Linked DNA regions of Anser cygnoides: region 1 is linked to region 2. A link is a contact called in public Hi-C data. All regions are on one chromosome and are shown on one strand. The core of a region is the stretch at or near the end of the contact, and the rest is flanking DNA. Distances in the headings are between cores, read along the strand shown.

Region 1 (2,900 bases), core at 63-2,562, 140 kb after region 2:
GCAGGAGCTCGTCTTTGTTCAGACGGGATGCTCTCAAAATAAACTTTGTGAGGCAAGCACGCCTCTGGTGCCGCTCCATCAAAGCAGAAGGATCTGCACACACGCCAATTAAAAAAAAAAAAAAGTGTTGAGAAATACTTGATGTTGGTGTGCAGGTAAGGGAACACACATCCGCAAAATGAAAGGAAATAAAAATTAAGCTACCCAACAGTATTTATCTCCCTATTCATTCAGGCATGGTCCTACGCAATTTTCTACCAATTCAGTTAAAGTGAATCTCCATGCAGATCACAGGATCACAGGGTGGGTGAGGCTGGCAGGGACCCCCGGAGGCCACCCGCTCCAAGCCCTGCCCAAGCAGGGCCACCCAGAGCAGGCTGCCCAGGCCCAGGCCCAGGCGGCTTTTGGAGATCCCCAAGGAGGAGCCCCCACAGCTCTCTGGGCAGCCTGTGCCAGGGCTCCTCACCCGCACAGCACAAAAGTATTTCCAGATGTGCCATAACCATTCTAGTTTTATCTCCTTTCTGGATTTCAGAGCTTGGCAAGGTAGATGTATTAAAATAATAGTCTAGTTTTCATAGCCCTGCTGTCACAAGCACATCTAAACAGTGTCTGGGGATACAATACTATCTCTTTATATCTTTTATGATCTCTTACTACAGCAAACACAACACGCAGAGATATATAATAGGCCTAATAATAGAAATCAGGAACTTGAGCCAGCGATGCAAATCCCTAATGTCAGGAACAGCCCAGGCACTTTAGAAGATGCAAATTTGCCTCTTGTTCCTGCAGCCAGGCAGTTGCCTGATGACTGGGGAGCCAGGCAAGGGTTTGGAGGCCTGCACTGAAATTTCCAGCGCAACCACAGCTTCCTGCATGACCTTAATCTAGTCACTTAATTAATCCTGTCGATCTGTTTACAGTTGGTAAAACAAGAATGCATGCTTTCCCTATCAGAGGGTGATTATGAAGGTAAAATCCCTTAATTGCTGTATGGAATGAAAGGTTTTGAGGGCTCTGGCAGCCTCTGGCAGGACCGTAAACACAGATTTCACCCGTGAGTCTGCAGGCACAGGTCAGACAAACAGGCTCACAGCCAGGCAGCAATGCCTGTTTTGGGGCAGTCGGACACTGTTTTGGTTGGAGCTGCCACGGATTTAGAGGCAGCCTTACACCCCAGCTGTTCATTGCTGTTTCTAAATCAGCATAGCTGTGCCTGTGCAGACATTTAGTTTTAGGAGAGCTGTAGAGCTACAGCCTTAGAATTAACAGTTTAAAGATTAGTTAAACTGTTGCGCCATCTATGTTTGGACAAGTCCCGTGTGAGTATGCTCAGTCACCCCTGATGGGGCACAGCTCTCCCCAAAGCCTGTTCCCAGCCACCAGCTCGTAGCAATGAGCTCTGGGGGCTGACATGGGTTTGGGGCACCATCCTTGTATTACAGGGGCATTCACATTTGGGTTGGCAAACCCGCAAGTCCCCAGTGATGCTGTGATGTTCCTTCAGCTGCCAGGAGCGACATCAGCGAAGGTCCACGAGGCTCCGTGCTTGGCCACCTGCAAGGGATAAATAAAACAGCCTAGTCAATAAAAGCAAAGCTTGTCACAGACACTGAGGGAGTTCTGGCTGCTGCAGGCAGGAGAATCAGCTCGTCATTCCTCAAAAACAAGAGACACCCAAACACATTTTTTCCTCAAACGACTGCCCTTTTCACCACTTGCTTTTTAAAGCGCTGTGGTTTCATGCTCCATTTTCTAAAGTGCCAGGCGTTGCACTGCCAGGCATCCCTATTTTATAAGTCTGCTTCTTTTCCTTATTGCCCTGTCTGCACTGTCCTCCTCACAGCTGAACTGATATCACTGCAATAAAGCCATACTGGAGATAACAGAATCACTGCCATCGGCAGAGGCACATAACATCCTTCCAACAGGATGGCTTTAGGGGGAAAAGGGTTTCAAAATGAACATTTGGGATATTTCTTTCTTACGAAAGCTTCCCACTGGATTTTCACCCTAAAAAGAGGTGATTCAGGTCATGGTACCTGTAAATGCCTCATTTTAAACACGCACAGAGTCTCTTAGAGGCTCATACCACGCAAACACCAGGCTAACCATTTGCAAACATAGTCACTGCATTTGCACTCAGCAGAGGAGCTCTTTGTCTCAGCCAAATGAAGGGCTCTGCACATACCCTGCATGTACCTGTGAACAGCACCCGTGCAGCCAGCTACCGTTCTGCGTGCACATTAGCAGCCTGAGTGTGAACCTGGCTCTGAATTCAGCAATTTGTCTTCTTTGCTTCTGTTGTTCTTCCTTCAGTGCTTTCCCCTTCACCTTCTCCCAAAGGAGGGTATGCGGTCTATTCACCAGCTTGTGTCCAAAACTGGCACCTCTTAAACGAGCAGAAAAGGGCCAAACTGAACCAGCCTCTCTGCTCCAAGCTCCATTCCCTCTCCTCCACTTCCCTATCTCACTCCCATGGCAAATCCTCAATTCCCAGTCACTTTTGTTTTTGCAAAAGTGTTCTTTGATCCCACTCCTTCTGTTCCTTCCTCCTTTTCCCAGTGGTTATGACAGTCATGTAGTCTGTAGTGGGCCATGGAGACCCACTCCCAGATCTCAGCAGCCTCTCTGCTTTACACACAATAACCTCTGGAAAGAGCACGGAAGAAGATTTTGGGTAAGCAAAGAGATTCCTGGACCATGTGCAGGCAGAAGCTGTGGTGGCTCCCAAGCAGGGCTCTGCCCCATTCCTCCAGCCCCATGAACGGTGAGCTCCAGGTGCCTTCAGGCTGAGAAAGAAGTTGAAAAGATATTTTCAAGACCACAGCTTCAAAATTCATCCTTAACTGGATCTGGGCTCGTCCTCACGCTTACCTCTCTGCTTTATAGGCCCC
Region 2 (2,770 bases), core at 52-2,551:
TTTATGCCAAGGACTGGAGATTGAAGCAGCAGCAGGCAGCATGTAATTGGTCTTTTCACCTCTGGGAGAGGCAGCATTGCACAGCCAGACTTTGGTGGACAGAGAACTCCAGAAGGGCCTGCGTGGAAGGGGCCAAAGAGGAAAGGGGGTCAAAGCAACAGACTGCATAGAATCCATCTCTAGAGCAAGCACAGCTCTACTGCTGGGTTTGCAGCCTCCTCGAGGCCCTCCTAGAAAGAAGAAGGCAGTGGTTTGCTGCTTGGCCACAAGGGCAAAGGTGGGTGTACATCGCTTTTGTACCTCGCTGTTCCCCCGGGCACTGTGGAGCAACCAGCCTCAGCTGTTGAAGGGACCCTGGGCAGCTTCAGGCATCTAACACAAATTGTGTAAATGTCCGTGGTCAGCTAGGGAAGAGTCCCGAAGTCTAGCCCTGAGACTGAAACCTGAGGCCAGCACACTGGCACAAAGCTGTCTGAAACACTGGGCAGCACAGCAGCAAAAACAGTGCTTTTGTCAATTGCAAATACATACACACAGCTGCACTATCCATGGCACAGCAAACACACAGAAGAAATCAGGGGAATTAACAAACAGCCCAGCCCCTTAGGACATTTACTTGCAATGAGGTCTACCTGCTCTGTTTGTCCCAGGGCTTCCCTCTCTGGCAAGAACTAGTTGACTGGAGGGAGGCAGGCTGGGTGTCATAGCCATGATATGCTTATTTTGCATACTTGAGCCCATAACGATTGCTAATGTGGCATTTACAACTGAAGGATTAGACTATAGAAAAACAAAAATCAGAAAGGAAAAATCAGCTGTACTATGTAATCTGACTTTGCAGCTTGACTGAATCAGCAATGCAAAGAGAAAAATAGACTTTTTTGGAAAGCATAAGTACATACGGAATAATTTTATATTAAATAAATATAAAACATACATAATTTAAAAATTGAGAAGTCTATCTTAAATGTTAGCTTTAAAATATTAACATAGGTTAATATTCATAGTTTACAAAGTACATAAATGAAGTTATTCATACCCCATATAGATAAGTTATGCGTACCTCTACAGTGCCAGTCATTTTAGCTGCTCTCTTCAAATTACTCCTCTCAACAACTTAGACGCAAGAGAAAGGGGTGTTAGCAATCTCACAGGACTGACTTGTGTTTTATTTTAATAATAACAAAATGTTCATTTAAAGACAGTCTGAAAGTGAAGACAGTAGCTATCTCAACCAGATGGTGGCACTATAAGAACTTACTATCATAAGTGCTTGATAAATAGAAAAAGAAAAGAAAAAAAAAAAAAAAAGGAAAATAAACCAGTGTAACCACTGCAGTATCATTTTACAGCACTGCATCTTTTAATTTATGAGAAACCTTCACAGATGGCTAAACATACATGAATTGGCTGTGTTACTGAGCCCAAACCATTAGCTTAACGAACAGCATGCTAAAATGAAATAGTGTAAGAGTGTCTCATGACATTTTAAAAAATGCTTTCAAAAGGAAAACAAAAACCTTTCTTTTACCACTCCAATTTTTTCAACCGTTCTCAAATAGCAGAGAGGAATCCCAGTGGGCTGCCAGATGACCTCTCTTACCACACCACTAACATAAGGTCATTGATACCAAAACATATCAAACGCAGAAAGTACAGGGCACTGAACCCAAAACTGTTTCTTGAGCAGATTAAGTGGTGGAGTGTCCTGGATAGCAATCTGATGTACAATATATCATCAGCAGCAATTTGTGAAACATACAGATTACATGTTTGCCATGGAGTATAAAGCAGAAATTTAAGGAAAACATAAAATCCGGGATGAAAGCCTGGCTCCTCTGGTGGCAGTGGCACTTTTCCTGTTGACTTTTGTGTGGCCAAGTCAAAGTAAAATATACAGGGCTTGACTACTTCACAGAAGTGTGAATCCGTTTGCATCAGCAGAACTGTTCCTGATTTACAAGAGGAAAAGTGAGAATCTGGCAGGAGAATCAACCAGAAAAGGTGTCTAAAAGTACAATGAACATTCAGCATATTGGAGGGGAAGAGAAGAAGCATGCAGCCATCTGGACATCATATTAAACAAGTTCCCCTGCTAACAGTGAAGTTATTTAACACTTTCCTCCTGCTTTAATTGCATTTGCCACTGTTTCTCCAGAGTCTTCTTTTCTTTCATTCAATAATCATTTTTGTGTAATAATTCCTTTATAAGAAATGTTTATTGTTTTCCCAGGTTAATCTCTCAATATTTCTGTTTAATTATTTTTTCTTGTGGGAAGTGGAAAACATCCATTTTTTGGTCAGTATTCCTTCTCTGACATCAATAAATAAAATAAAAAATAAAAACATATTCATATTTACTGCTCTAAATTAATTGATTTCAAAGGATTTAACAAATGATCTCTGCAATATGACTGCTTTATAGATGGGGAAACATGAGAGAACTCAGAATCAGAACAATGATTTAGATACTGATCCTGCAAACACTTGTTCATATGAATGACTTTACAAGAGCATTTGATGTGGCTACTTAGATACATCAAGTTAATTGTGTGCAAAAGTGTTTGAGGACCAGGTCCCTGTCTCCAACAGCAGCAGTAACTGCCTTCTCTGCTCCTTCTCCAGCTTCCTTTAAAAAAAAAAAAAAAAAAAAGTAATTCTTGAGGAGAGAATTCTTGAGCTACTCCTAAATTCATTTTTAGGAGTAGCTCCTAAGAACAGGAAGAGTGAGAAGGCAGTAAAATCAAAAGCTGTGATAAAAATCTTTTTC

Evidence for each region. A called contact is a pair of places that touch in the nucleus more often than the background predicts.
Region 1: a contact with region 2 is called in a Hi-C map of liver, with 3 times the contacts expected there. The contact joins two enhancer-like sites. A contact is called at or near these places in 4 of 7 Hi-C or Micro-C datasets (granulosa cells and liver).

What each region holds. Positions count from the first base shown.
Region 1 is chr1:116,021,284-116,024,183 of Taihu_goose_T2T_genome, forward strand. LOC125183666 (a long non-coding RNA gene) reads right to left here. Exons shown (of 3, transcript XR_007166017.2): 3 at 152-1,560. Among named protein-coding and RNA genes, the nearest start is that of PSMG1, 47 kb to the right of the region's middle. Within about 2 kb of position 1,313, at least 3 of the 3 cell types and tissues checked have open chromatin away from gene starts, as enhancers often do. A contact at or near this core is called in liver, where this site is marked.
Region 2 is chr1:115,884,185-115,886,954 of Taihu_goose_T2T_genome, forward strand. No RefSeq gene overlaps it. Among named protein-coding and RNA genes, the nearest start is that of ERG, 33 kb to the left of the region's middle. Within about 2 kb of position 1,302, at least 1 of the 3 cell types and tissues checked has open chromatin away from gene starts, as enhancers often do. A contact at or near this core is called in liver, where this site is marked.